Regions from separate parts of the Macaca mulatta genome. Here region 2 is linked to region 1. Evidence: chromatin contacts called from public Hi-C data. All regions are on one chromosome and are shown on one strand. Each heading gives the region's core, a stretch centred on a gene start, on an enhancer-like site or on the middle of the called end of the contact. The rest is flanking DNA. Distances are from core to core; before and after follow the strand shown.

The links. Hi-C and Micro-C count contacts between places; a contact is called where the count stands out from the background.
Region 2: a Hi-C map of cortical neurons shows a contact between it and region 1, with 2.8 times the contacts expected there. The contact joins the promoter of AKAP8L here to the promoter of AKAP8 in region 1. A contact is called at or near these places in 3 of 14 Hi-C or Micro-C datasets (cortical neurons, fetal cortex germinal zone and fetal cortical plate).

What each region holds. Positions count from the first base shown.
Region 1 is chr19:15,959,368-15,966,647 of T2T-MMU8v2.0, forward strand. AKAP8 (A-kinase anchoring protein 8) reads right to left here and starts at 5,373. Exons shown (of 13, transcript XM_077978119.1): 1 at 5,301-5,373; 2 at 2,855-2,922; 3 at 116-346. The coding sequence starts at 186. AKAP8L (A-kinase anchoring protein 8 like) reads right to left here. Exons shown (of 14, transcript NM_001260986.2): 13 at 6,093-6,188; 14 at 5,641-6,005. The coding sequence ends at 5,712. All of the region lies in intron 2 of LOC144336816 (a long non-coding RNA gene), which reads left to right.
Region 2 is chr19:15,995,957-16,003,230 of T2T-MMU8v2.0, forward strand. AKAP8L (A-kinase anchoring protein 8 like) reads right to left here and starts at 3,905. Exons shown (of 14, transcript NM_001260986.2): 1 at 3,789-3,905. The coding sequence starts at 3,801. LOC144336814 (a long non-coding RNA gene) reads left to right here. Exons shown (of 3, transcript XR_013409133.1): 3 at 975-3,890. WIZ (WIZ zinc finger) reads right to left here. Exons shown (of 8, transcript XM_077978089.1): 8 at 6,923-7,274.

The sequences.
Region 1 (7,280 bases), core at 4,123-6,622:
CACTCCCATGTGCACAAAGGTGGGGAGGTGTGGGGTCCCAGGGGAAGGGCTTGGGTCCATAATCACCTCTCCCGGTCCTGCATGCCCTCCCCACCGCCGCCGCTCCCGCCCCTGCCTCCTTCCTTGGACATCATGTCCAAACGCTGGTTGATCTTGGCAATGAGGGAGTCGGAATTGTCGGTGCATGGCTCTGGGCCATAAGAGGCCATGTGCACGGCAGGGCCCCCCGCCGCCAGGCCGCCATCGTTGGCCTTGGTGGCCTCCCACGAGGCTGGGCCGTAGCTGTAGGTTGCGCCTGTGGTGACACTGGTGTTCTGGGCGCCATAGTAATTGTAGTTTTCATAACCTGTCATGGGGGGAGGAGCCAAGTCAGCATGGTGGACACAACCAGGAAGGGGCACCCACTGCCACCGAGAAGGAAAAGGGGTGTGGGACCCAGTGCTGCTGGCATCATTTCACACTGCACTGTGACCTGCCAAGAGGCAGCAGGAGGTGGCCAAAGAAAGGGGCAGCCTCAGGGCCAAGCAGTGGGTTTTCCGTGCCAGACTCTAGGACCTGTTCCCCATTCTAAGCCGGGTGACTGCGTCTGGGAACAGCAGTTCCGGCTGCTGCCAGAGCACAGTCCCAGTCCTCCCCATCATGCTTCCCTGAAGCTGCCCACCACAGCCGTCTGCAGCCGCCCCAGCCCACCAACCGCTCCGTATTCACAACAGCAGCCCGGGCTGACTGTGTCCTCAGGAACAGAGCCAGGAAGTCCACGCCAAACCTCCCTGATGGGCTGAACCTACTTGGCCTTCAGATCAGACCCCCCCCCGGCACAGAAGGGCTTACCTTGCCAGCTGGCCACACCAGTTCCATATGCACCTTAGGGGAAACAAAAACACACAAGAGCCCTGTTTGCAGAACGAAGGCACTGACACCCCAGCTGTCACCCCGCTCCACCCTCCACAGTCCCAGGGCCAGGGCTTCCCTCTGCAGCGCTCAGGGAGGCACCCTTGGGTGTTCTTAGCTCACTCAACTCCTACAGAGCACTAGGCTGAGCACAAGCCAGCCTTCTCCCGTGCAAGGCCAACTTCCCGTCAGGGCAAGGGAAGGGATGCTGCACGCTCCCCAGGAAGCTCGTCTACTGTGGGCTGCTGCCCAAGAGGTTGGCCGGGTCAGGCCCCAGGCAGAGTCCTCGTAAAGGGCCAGTTCCCACCAGAAGCCAGAGTGCAGGCGCTGCCAACTGCACAGCTAGGCATTGGTGCAAAGTCACGTCCTCAACTCAAGCGAGCAAGAGGACGTTATGTGCCTCGAGCGACTTCGAAGGCCTCCCCCTGAAACACCGGGTGGTGGCTCGAAAAGCAGCCCCACTCCCCATATTGCTAGAGACAGATCTCAGACTCAGAACACAAAGGAAGCCCTCGTGCCCTGGAACACGGGCTGGCAGAAAGCAGAAAACCTTGCCAGCAGAGAGCACACAACGGCCCCCCAAACAAGCCTAGCATCGTGACCCTGACTCTAGAGTGGGGATCTGCAAAAAGTCAGGCCACACGGAGCCCACTGCCCACCTTGGCACAGCCCTTGTGATTTTCGAATTTCAGTGCTCATAAGTAAGTACCAGCACACTGCCTGTAGCCCTGTGTTCTCAGGCTCTGCCCTCAGCGAAGGGTGAATTTTACGTTTTTAAATGGTTGGGGTAAAGCTTCTAAGGTATATTCAATGACAAATTTTGACATGAAATATATCACTGACACATTGGGTCAAAACTCAGAGACTATGCAAATTAAGAAAAACTATGAGCTATAGTGAATAATATCACATAAACACTGAAACACTGGCTAATTAATTGTAGCAAATGCATCACACTAATGCAAGATTTTTTTTTTTTTTTTTTGGAGACAGGGTCTTGCTCTGTCACCCAGGCTGGAGTGCAGTGGCTCACAGCTCACTGCAGCCTTGACCTCCTGGGCTCAAGCAATCTTTCTACCTCAGCCTTCTGAGCAGCTGGGATTACAGGCACGCACTGCCACGCCCTACTAATTTTTTATTACTAGGATAAAAGGATCACTTGAGCTTGGGTCTCGAACTCCCAGGCTCAAGTGAGCCTCTTGCCTCAGCCTCCCAAACTGCTGGGATTACAGACATGAGCTGCCTCACCCAGCTAATGAAAGATCTTACTAATGAGGCTGGGTGTGGTGGCTCACACCTGTAATCCCAGCACTTTGGGAGGCCAAGGAGGGCTGATCACGAGGTCAGGAGTTCAAAGAGATCAGCTTGGTCAACATCGTGAAACCCTGTCTCTACTAAAAATACAAAAATTAGCTGGGCGCGGTGGTGGGTGCCTGTAATCCCAGCTACTCAGGAGACTGAGGCTGCAGTGAGCCGAGATCACACTCCTGCACTCTAGCCTGGGCAACAGAGCAAGACTCCGTCTCAAAAGAAAAAAAAAATCGTACTAATGAGAGACACTACACCTGAGTAGAGATATGTGGGCCTATGAAACTCTACTACTAAATCTAAAGCTGTGCTAAAAATCTGTTAATTATAGAGAAAAAACACCTTGGATATACCCTTAGCTATTTACTCAGAATAAAAATATTTTGCCAAAATAGAGGATTTAATAACACACAAAAATTATGATCTTCGAATTATATTGTCTATAAGTAACTATTGGCATTGTCCCATCCACTCTTTCACACATTTATGACTGCTTTCCTGCTACAGAGACTGTGGAGCTCATAAAGCCACAAAGATATTCACCATCTGATCCTTTACACAAAGTTTGTTGACCCCCGCTACCACCTCCCTTGACCCTGGTGACCATCAGGTTCAGCTCTGCCATGTTAGGGCCTTGAATGTAGGGGAAGCCCACGCCTCACCCGCAAAGCAGAGCCCACTTACCCTGGGTGTTGGCAGGTCCAGCACTCCATGCCCCATAGCCTGCAAGAAGCACCCCGTGAGTTAAGATTCTATTTGTCACACCAGAGAACGGGTCCTTTTAGGGGTACTCCTAAATGGATCTCCTTACAGTTCAGTGTCAGCCTTACAAGAAGGAATACCCCCCCCAACACACAAAAAAGCCACCCCACAGCTGGCTAACGGCATCATCGCATTCCACTTGGCTGAGATCAAAGCAGAAAAAGAAGGGTGGGAAGTGGGCTTGGAGGTCAGCTCCGCCTGCAGAGGGACCTTGGCCAAGTACCTCACCCCTCCAAGAGTCCATCCACAACTGAGGCTAACACAAGACAATCCATTCAGCATGAGGACACATTCCCCCACCCACCACACAGCCAGGAAACCAGTTCCGACTACTATCACAAGTACCCTGTAACTGAGAACGAGCATGGGAATTTGGTGACATAAACTGCATCTCTCTAAGCCGCACTTCCTATCACTTTTAAGCCCTCCACGGATCCCCTGGACCTTTAAGTCCCAGGGCCTTGGCCTGGCCCTAAGGCATCAGACTGCACTCTTCGACCCTCCCAACACCCCCCACCCACTATGGGATCTGTCTGGTCCCTCCAGGAAGGAGGATGGGAACTGTGTTCTCTTCATTTCTGTGTCCCTGGGGCCCAGCACTCAGCTGCGCGCGGGTGGCCACCATGCCTGTTAAATGACTTCACTTTGATGAGGCAGGAACATACCCATGTCTCCCTCACCAGAAAAAGCCCCGCCGCTAAGTGCCTAGTGTGTGCCGATACACTGCAAGCACCCAGCAAACCCTGTTGTCCCGAAGGCCATTCAGAGACAAGGGAGCTAGGCTCATGGGTTACGAGACTTGACCCAGTCATAACCGCTGAGTTTTGCCCTCTGCTATGCTATGCCTTCCCCTCCGTCATACCGCAAAGCCTTCTAAATTTGCATCCGTGCAACAGAAAGGCAGACTGCAGATTCTAACAGCAAGTAACCAACCTCGAGAGGCCGCTTCCCTGTGAAGCTCTAGTGTAAGCAGCACGCATTATTAACCTTAAAACGCTCCCCGAAACACAAGAAATCGGGGAAGCTGAACTATCTCCACTGTGTCTGAAAGGTTTTCGGGAGGTAGGAAAAGGGGATTTAAAAAACCTCTCCAAACTACGACTGAAAAAGACAATACCGGCAGAAAAGATCTGATGGGAAGGAAAGGAGAGAATGGTGAAATCTACCCAGGCTGTGGCAGACCAGGAGAGCCTTCGCTAGGACCCGGAAGACACCAAAGCACACCGCGCACGCTGCCGCCTCAGGACCGACCGCTCTCCTGTCTCTGCAATTTCTGGTGATAGGATAATTTTGCCCTGCCACTTCTCAAGATCGACAACTTCTTGAGCTCCTGCAGCCAGGATCAGACCACTAGCTTCTCTACACCCAGTCGAGCTCCACCCAGCGTGTCCCAACTATCCCCTGTGGGCAAACTTGGCTCCCAGAAGGCTCTGATTCCAGAGGCGGGGAGCAGGAAGCTCGAGAAAATCGGCCCTACTGCAGGCCAAGCGCTAAAGCCAAGCGGGGAAAGGACACGTTCCCTCTTGCACAACCCCTTGGCCCCTCCAAGCCACCGCAACGCACTGCCTACATGAGAATGGCCAATCTGTCACCAGCCCCAGGGCACAATCAGGTTTCCAGCTTTATACAAACACTCAGCATCTGCCCCTCACCATCCTGTCCCACGCCAGCACGCGCCGGCTACAGAGCTGGAGCCCAGCGAGGCTGACTCCCGCGCCGGCCGCACTCGGCCTCAATACGCAGCACCGGGGATTAAAGGCCCGACCCCGCGCAGCCCGACGGCTTCCGGGACAGGCGCCCTGGGCCTTGGGAGCCCAGCAGAGGCCCCACCCGGCCCCGAAGGCCTAGGGCAGGTCAGGAGAGGCGGCCCCAGCGGTCCACCCGTGGCCCCAGACCCAGCGCCCGGAGCCCGACCTCAGGACCCCACGCTGTAGCTCCGCCCCCTAGCGCCGCCATTTTGTGGCGTCTTCGGAAGAGGAAGCCGGGAGTGCAAACCCCGGGGTCGCCGGGGGCCGGAAGGGCCCCGCCGAAGGTGAGGGACAGAAACGGCCCGCACAGCCCAAGGCGCCCCCCATGAAGCCCACCGCGGCGTCTGCCCCAACCCCGAGTCCCGCCCGCCTCTTCGGGCCCTGGCGGCCAATCCGCACGCAGCGCCCCGGGAGCGACGGCGCCAAAGCCCAATGAGCGGCGCGCGCGCGCGCTCTGGCCGCCTCTCTGCAGGGCCCGGCTGCGGCAACCACACTCCGGACGAAGGCCCGGCCCGCGGCCGTCTGCGCAGCGGCTGCGTGGCTCGCACTCAGCCTTCGCTACCTACTCTGCACCCAGCAGCCTACACAAACCTCCGTAGCCCTGGTCCATGTCTTCAACGCGGCCCACCAGCAGCCCCTTTTACTAGGAGACCACAGCACGCATGCGTTCAACGCACCTCCGCCGTCGACTACTGGAAGACTAGGCGCACACGTCACTACTTCCGCGCGCTCCCATTGGCTGGCATTCACGAGGGTCCGCCCTCACCGTCCCAGCTAGCCTTTCGGGCTGCGAAGCTCCACCTCCGCAGCCTGTCGGGAGTTGTGGTCCCGCAGCGGTGCCCGAGGGCCCGGCCCGCGCGAATGCGCGCCCCGCCTCTCGGCCCGCGCCCCGCCCGGCCCGCGCGGCACCGTAACAGAGAAACCGGGAGGTGGGATGGGAAAACTTTATTAGGTTTGGCTTCCAGCTTCGGCCACGCGGGCCCCGCCCGCCCCGAGCTCGGGTCACGGGACGCCCCCGCCGCCCTCCTCGTCGTCCTCAACGTCGAGGCCCGGGATGCCGCGGATCTGGCGTTGCAGCGCCCCTCCCAGCAAGGGCACGGCGCCCTCCTCCTCCTCCTCTGGGGGCGGCGGCGGTGGCGGCGACACGGCGCCGGGGGCTGGCTCTGGGGGCACGGGAGGCTGCACCGGCGCGCCCTCTGCACCCTCCGAGACCCCTGCCGCTTCGCCCTGTGCCCCCTCGTCCAGGGCACCGCCCTCAGCCTCCTCCTCGGGGCTGTCGGTGAAAGGGTTCTCGCCCTGTGGGGAGGGGCGCGGACACTGAAGTGAGGGAGCACAGGCAGGGACTGAGGTGGGGACAAGCCCAGGCCAGGACCAGCGCCTCACCTTCAGGTAGCGCTCCAGCTTCTTGCTGATGAGCTTGTTGTTGAGAATACTGCGGGCCACCATGAGCGAGGACTTCTTGGACTGCTCCATCATGAGCTGCGGGCAGGGCAGAAGGGGCTGGAGAGGCTGCTCTGAGTGCCCTACAAGTTCCCGCCCCGACCCTGCCAGTTTAGAGGGACGCCCCCCTGCCCCTCCACCCACGCTTCCACCCGCTTCCACCCGGAGCGCAGCCCCACCAACGGAGGGCCACTCTACAAGCATGGAACCACAACCTATCTGATCTTTGTTCAAATTCCTTCTCCTTCCACACCACACTTACTGTAGGTAATTAAAAATACAGATCTATAGATCTCTATATATCTTTACGGCTGTATTACAGAAATCTGATTTGCTTACAAAAAAGCTATAAGCAGTGAACAAATTAAGAAACTAAGAGCCAAAGGTGCAACCCATAACAAGGTGCCAACTAGGCTAATAGGCAAGGAGCACTTTGGGACCAACGGGGAGGGTATAAAAGCAGGAACAGATATTTAATCAAACATGTCTTTTTAACCCACAGAATTCCAAGAATGAAGAATTATTCCCAGTCATGCAAGGTTGAAGAGACACTTCTATGCTGCTGGGAGGATCAACTGTTTCCATATTTTTTGGAAAGCAGTTTGACAGAATGTATGAAAAGTAAAAATCTGTTTCATTAATCCCTTCCCAGAACCTATCCTAAATTTAAGAATTGGAAACATACGTGCACACTGATTGTAGTGGTGAAAAATGGGAAAACACCTAAACGTTCCTCAGTGCAGAAAAGGTTAAATAAATTGTACATTCAAAAGAACGTCATGCAGCCCTTCAAATCGGGCTCATCTCTCCAATGGCAAAAGAAAGGTGTATAATATAGTACTGTCTGCAAAGCATGCCAGAGCCATTTTGTCTGGAAGGATTTCCGTCAGTATGCGGGGCCATTTCCTCATGGTGGGAGTACAGGCAAATCTCACTTTGATCATTATAAAAACCGTAAGCTAAAAGGAGGATATTTTTGGCGGGGTGGGAGAGCCCACTGAGTCCCGCCCACTCCATTTACATGTTTCAGAAAGCCTTCTCACTTGCTGCTTCTACTCTCTCCATCTTCATTTTTTTTTTCCTTAGCACGTTTTCTCTACTACTGGAGGAAAATATTAACAGACATCATAC
Region 2 (7,274 bases), core at 2,655-5,154, 35 kb after region 1:
TCATTAGAGACAGGAGGTCTCACTGTCATCCAGGCTGGAGTGCAGTGGCACAATCACTGCTCACTATGTCCTCAGACTCTGGGGCTCAAGCGATCCTCCTACTTCAGTCTCTTGTGTAGGTGGGACTATAGTCACACACCACCAGGCCCAGCTAATTTTTGTTTTCTTTTTTCTTTTTGAGAGACAGGGTCTCACTATGTTACCCATGCTGATCTTGAATTCCTGGGCTTAAGCAATCCTCTCACTCTGAGACCATGGATTTCTAGTTCTGCAGCAACACTCCTTGCTTTTAACCAATCTCTCTTGTTAACTTTTTTTGCTCAAAGATACAAAAGCAGGCCAAATACTGGGGCTCATGTCTGTAACACCAGTACTCTGGGAGGCTGAGTTGGGAGGATCGCTTGAGCCCAGGAGTTCAAGACCTGCCTGGCAACATAGTGAGACCTCATCTCAGAAATAAAAAATTAGCCGGGCATGGTGGCATGCACATGCAGTCACAGCTACTTGGGAGGCTGAGGTGAGGTGGGAGGATCACCTGAGCACAGGAGGGCAAGGCTGCAGTGAGCTATGATGGCACCACTGCATTTCAGCCTGGGCAACATAGTGAGACCCTGTCTCAACAAAACAAAAGTTTCTCAGTGTTATACTTTTCCTTCTTTTTCCTTTTTAAAAAAGAGTATATATTTTCTTGAGACAGGATATTGCTCTGTTGCCCAGGCTGGAGTGCAGTGGCATGGTCATAGCTCAGCAATGTTGAACTCCCGGGCTCCAGCAAACCTCCCAGAGTCTCGCTGTCATCCAGGCTGGAGCGCAGTGGCGCAATCATGGCTCACTGCAGCCTCGATCTCGCATAGTTAACTTTTTATTTTTAATTTTTATAGAGAAAGGGTCTTGCTGTGTTGCCCAGGCTCTTCTCAAACTCCCGGCCTCAAGCAATCTTCCTGCCTTGGCCTCCCAAAGTGTTGAGATTACAGGTGTGAGCCACCATGCCTGATCTAAAAAAAAGAGTCTTATTTGAAGGAGTAACAGAGAGTGCCAAAAATTAAAGGATAACTGGAATTAGGTTAGGTTGCCTCCAACCTTTATTATCTGAGCCAAGAGTAGGGTGACAACCATCCTCCAAGATAGTCTCCAATCATTCTTGCCTCTTAATGTTATGTAGATCCCTCCCAACTAATAGAGGTAGCCGGTGCAACCAATAAGATCTATGAAAATGACTGAGTGTGACTTCTGGGATTTCTGCCTTGCTCTTTCTGGGATCATTCAGTCTGGGGAAAACCAGCCACCATGTTGTGAGGACTCTCTAGCAGCCAGCCATAGGGAGAGATCCATGGGGCCAAGAATTAACGGCCAGCATCAGCCCACCAGGCATGGGAGTTTAAGTCACCTTGGAGGTCGGACCTCCAGCCTCAGTCAGGCTTTCAGATGACTCTAGTCCAGATAGAGATCCTAAATGTAACCTCATGATATTCCAAGCTAGAACCACCCAGCGAAATCACCTGTCCATTCCAAACATAAGGAAACTGTGTGAGACAATAAATGTTTCTGTGATAAGTGCGGTAGCATGTCAGACCTTTGTTTGAGGGCCTGATTCTGGATATTTCTGTCCTGTTTTCCACTGCTCTCCTCTTCCCCTCTCAGTGCTAGAGATGCGGCTTCCTTTCCCACGTATAAATAAAGTAACTGGGTTCAAAAGCAGGGCGAGTTAATAAAAAGATTTACTAGTCACCTTTTATGTTTAATAATGGTTAACATTTGCTTCGAGGCCTCTAGGACTTACTCTTAAAGCTAGTAGTTGTCTGAAATGTGACTTAAAATGCCTTTGACTTTAGTGCCCTACTTCTTAAAAGGGGAAGACTCACATTATAAATTACTGTGGTTTTCAGTTTATCAAGATAAAGGAAAAACAAATCATTACTTTATTAGCTTGGCTATCTCAGTGCCCACCCAAACCCAGAACTACAGCCTACAAGATCTACAGCTGGAATTCAGGTTGGGTCATTAGTGACCTTGTAACTCAGTTTCCTCATCTATTAAAGAAAAAGAGCTCCATTACTCAGCTACCCCACAGCACCCAACCATTCATCTTCTGGTTTCTTCAGCAGTCCTGTTTTTAAAAACCATGAAACTGTCTTCCAGTTCTTGGTAAGACTTGGTGAGAATTATATTCCAATCCCAGAGAGGTGAGTAACAACCCTATAGTCTGTCCTCCTGAACTAGGAAAGTTACAGAAAGGCTCTGGCAGAGCTGCCCAACCTGGACACTACTGATGTTTGAGGCCAGATACTTCTTTGCAGTAGGTGTCATTGTGTATACCGTAGCAGGGCAGCATCCCAAGCCTCCATCCACTAGATACCAGAAGCACTCCCTCTCCCATATGTGACAACCAAAAATGTCTCCAGACATTGCCAGATGTCCTCTGGGGGCAGAATCACCCTTGGCTGAGAAGCCATTGGGCTGGGGGATGGTTGCTAGAAAAAACTGGGGTTCTTGGAAAGCTCCTGACCTGGGAGCCAGGGTAGAGGGGACTGGCACTACCTTCTTGCCTATGCAAACATAAAGTGGTCTACAAAGGAGCTCCAGAGATTCATGTTCCATTCTCAGTTCTCAACATTCCAAGTAGAATGCAGGTTACCTGGCAACCACACACGCTCAAGCCTGTAATACCCTCACCAAATGGGGAGGCCTAGTCTAAGTCTCCTGGCTGAGAATCCTCATCAGTCACTGCCAAGGGAAACCCAGGAGGCCTTGGCAATTCACCCAGTGATGATTTACAGTCGCCCAAGCATATTGCGGGGGGCGGAGAGGGGCTCTCGGATCTTATCACCCACTCTCCCTTTCAAATCTCATTGGCCTCCCACTGGCCTCTTTGGCTGATCTTCTAACAAGCCAGGCAGTTCCTGCCCGTAAGCCTTTTACAGCAAAAGCTCCCTGGGCCAGATATCTTTATTCTCTCACTCCATTTAGGTCTCTGCTCAAATGTCACCACTTTACAGAGGGCTCCAACCACTCCATGTAGTGGAGCGACCCCCGCACGGTACTGACCACCCTAAAATATATCCTACACTCGCTTATTTGCCTATTAAGATCAGTCCTCGCCTCTAAGCTGCTTGATGAAGTCTTGTCTGTATTCCCGGTGCCCAATCTGCACCAGACACGGTTCATTTGACAGACGTAGAGAGAATTAACGTGGAACCTTGTCATTCCTTGCAGTTCAGCCCCCTAGGGGCCCAAGACTCCCCGCTCAGCCCAAACCTTTCCAATATTTACTTATCCCCCTAGGGCCTGGCGCCTCTCCCAGTTCTGAAATAGACAAAAGGGGGTGGTGGGTGGGATCGGGATGGAGGTGTAGAGCTGCGGCGTTTTTGCAGAGAAACTGCGCGGGGGAGGACGCGACAATGGCGACGGCAGCCGAGCCTGCTGACTGCTCGTAAGGACCAAGGCCTGAGAAAGGGAAACCTAAGGCGTTGAGGTCCACGAACGCAGGCCAGGGACTGAGGTGGTGGGGGCGGAGACCTCGCGCGCTGAGGCCCGGGCCCACGGACACAGGCGACAGAAGCCAAGACCTCAGGCGGCTGGGAGCCGGGACGCCGGCTGCAGGCACAGAGAGCTGAGGCAACGAGGCGTGAGAGAAGCGACCCTGAGGCGACGGGCCAGCGGCGCCATTTTGTGACCGCAGGGAGGGCAGTGAACGGGCCCCAGAGGAGGTGCGGGCAAGCCTGGTGCGGCATCCGCACCTCCCTGTCCCATCCCCCACGCAGAGCCCGACCCCACCCTGCCAGGCCCACCTGTGTAGCTCATGATGGCGGGTAACACAACATCCGAGGACGCCGGCGGCTGCTGCTCTGCACATCCGACGCTGCAATAGCGGCTGCTAACCACAGGGTCTCCTCGACACACACCCGAGCCCCGCCTCCCGACCGCATTGGCCCATACCGGCCTTGGCTTCACGCCTATTGGATGATACCGCTGTCTATCTCTATGCCTCCTCCTATCAGTGGCTGGAAGCGGCTGGCAATCTCGTGAGAGCCCCGCCTTGTCCCCGCCTTCTGTTAGTCTAAGGCCTCAGTGATTGGCCTAGAGAAGCCGGCAGAGAGGCGGAGTCCTATAGCATTCGAGGGGGCGGAGCTGTGCACTACGGAAAGGCCCAAGGCCCAAGCGCGGTCGGGCTGGAGGAGCGCCAGTGCCCTGGAGACCCGCCAGAGGGAGCCGGGTCTACGGCTCAGGGCACGGCTGGGATGCCAGCTCCGCCGAGGTGCTGGATAAACCTAGCTACGTGTCTCAACTTCTCTGGCCTTCGGCTCCAAAATAAGCATAGCAAAGCCATGTTGGAATGAGAAAATTAAAACTCGGCACCAAACAAGATGCTGGACACACGTTTCAACATTACATGACAAAACGTGTGTAAAGGAATCATTCCGGGGCCAGTGCACTGAATAAACGTGATTAATCGTCACAAAACGGTAACAAATATATTTATAGGGCATATGCTTATATGTGTAATAATTCCGTTTGTATCGTGTGCCATTCAAATGCTCCTTCAAACCTGCAAGAAGCTTTTAATCCCCACTTAAAACTGAAGCCTGGAACTCATGATTTGCTCAAGGTCCTTGACAGTTACGTGTTAAAATGGGAACTTTGCTTCTAAAACCATCTTGATTCACTCTGGACTCCAGAGATCCTGCAATAGTGCAGCCGGGCACCAGTCATGTCCTCAGTCTGTTTCCTGGGCATACGGAAACCCCTGCCAGGGACAATTCATAATTGCTAGAGATGACAGAGCTACCCCAAAAAAGTACTTAACATGTGTTTGTGAAAACTCATCAAGCTGCGCAGTTACGACTTCTACACTTCGTATGTTTTAATACTTTTTTTAAGGTATGCTGCTGCTTTTTGATATTTCTTTCTTTAGGTGTAATAGTGGCATTTAAAACATTCAGAGAAACATACTGAAATACTAAGACGTTAACTGATCTTATGGCCAGGATGTGCTTCACACAATTCAGACAGGTAGAGAGCGAAGGAGGAAGCAAGGAGCTATAAGATAAACCTCTTACAGCTGAAGACATTGGTCATGGGTTGGTAAGTGATGGGTAGATGAGGGTCCATTTTACTGTTTGCTGTACTTTTGTATAGTTGGAATTCTCCATGATAAACTGTTTTAATAAAACTCCCCCACCCAGATGAGGCTTCTGCAGAACTTGCTGTCATATGGAACAAAGCCACTTATGATGTGTTAAGTGAGCAACTCCACACATGAAGCAGAGATCTGACAGATAAGCACTCTGGCTTTGGGGTTCATCTCCCTGTCAGCCTCCGGGATGCCTGCCTGTCTTTCAAACCAAGGCAGGGCCCTGCAGGTTCGTTCCTTCATGGCACTTGCCACAGCCATCATTGTACCCTGATTTGATTTCGTTTACATCCAACACCCTCACAGAGAGCACAGCTCAAAGGCTGAGACTTTGCTGCCTGAGGTGCATTAAAATGGCTTGAGCAGAGAAGAGCAATGCTCAGAAAGTTTTAGGAAAACATCCCCCTGCAAGAACTGGAGGCGACTCTTCCAGGGACACACGTGACCCTCACTTCACTGCATGATTGGTGGGGAGGAACTTGCCATGTGACTTTATAAGCTCTTGTATCATTTGTTTTTTGTTACATCTAGCCTATACCACTTTTATATTTCAAAAACTGACTTATGGGCCAGGCATAGTGGCTCATGCCTATAATCCCAGCATTTTGGGAGGATGATTGCTTGAGCTCAGGAGTTCAAGACCAGCCCGGGCAACATGGTGAAACCCCCGTCTCTACAAAAATTACAGAAATAAGCCAGGAGTGGTGGTGCACACCTGTGATCCCGGCTACCTGGATGGCTGAGGCAGGAGAATCACTTGAACCCAGGAGGCAGCAAGGTCCTACCACTGCATTCCAGCTTGGGCAACAGAATGAGACCATCTCAAAAAATAAAAAAATAAAAACTGACTTATGAAAAGTTGAAAGAGGAAGAAACACCTTTGAGTCAGCTCACAAGATGCTCTTCCTGCTTCCTAAGTCTTGGATACATCCACCCACCCACAGCACAGGATGGACAGAAGTGGTTGCAGCCTTCTGCTACCAGGCAAGATGTGCGTCCTGACCCCACAGGAGCAGATGTGCGGGCCAAGACCACCCTTGTGGGCGTGTTATTGCAGCCTGTTAACCCCTCCTTCCCAGGAAGGGGTATGATGGGAGGGCCCAGAAAGCAGGGCTGGGAGTAGAGGTGGCCCCTTCTGTCCACACGCCATGAGGTCATTCCCACTTTCCAGCACTTGGCCGTTTAGTGAAAAGGATGAGCTGAAAAACCACATGCAATAAACAAGAAGGAGCAGCCAACAAAATCTCTTAAAATCTCAGAAATGTTCAATAAACATTTGCAGAGCAAGAAAATAAATAACATCGCAAAGGAGCCAGCGGCTCCTCTTTTCCCATGTTCCTTGGGTTAGGGGTGCATGTGTCTAACTAGAAGTCACGTGTATTAAAAGCAGGTGAGTTCTAGCTCTCTACACCCCCACTGCCCCCACCAAATGCTCCCAGTGGGTCCCTGACACCTTCGCTGGTAGCTCCTACCCTTGATAAGCTCCCCTAGCCTTCAACTGCTTCTTGATCCTGGCTCCCTTCCCAGACGGGCTGCCCAGAACCCTGGTTCGTCTGCTCACTGGAGCCGCTTTGCCAGCCAGCCAGAGCCCCCCCACCAACCATGGCATAAAGCGCCAACAGCTGGGAACTTGGGCTCATCCCCAGCTGCGTCTGGTTTGCTTGGCGGCCAACGGGAAAACCCAGGGCCTCCATGGCTCTGGACAGAGGAGGCCCCGATCCCAGCCCCGGCTGCCAGCCAATGCCAGCCTGTCCACTCGACAGAAAAACACACGCTGGCTGCCTGCCCCAGGGCGTTTCCAGAAGAGAAATTTAATCTAATTTACATACTTCTAGGTACATCGATAACCAAAATGTGGCCACTGAAAAAAGTTAAAAGGTCAATCAGCTCCCGGCTTCTAGCTGGCCCAGGATTGCAAAATAAAAAGATCCACGTTCCTTATTCTCTACACAAAACGCGTTTTTAAAAAAGTGAAAGGTCTAGGGAGCTATACATAGAAAGCAACAGTGAAAAGGGAGAGGGAGCAGGAGTGGGGGAGGAGAGTCCCACCCCCCAACCCCACCCTCCAGGGCCCCAGAGCCCCTGAGGCTCTTTGGGGGGCCTTGACATGGCAGGAGGCAGCTGTCAGCTCTGAGCTCTTCCC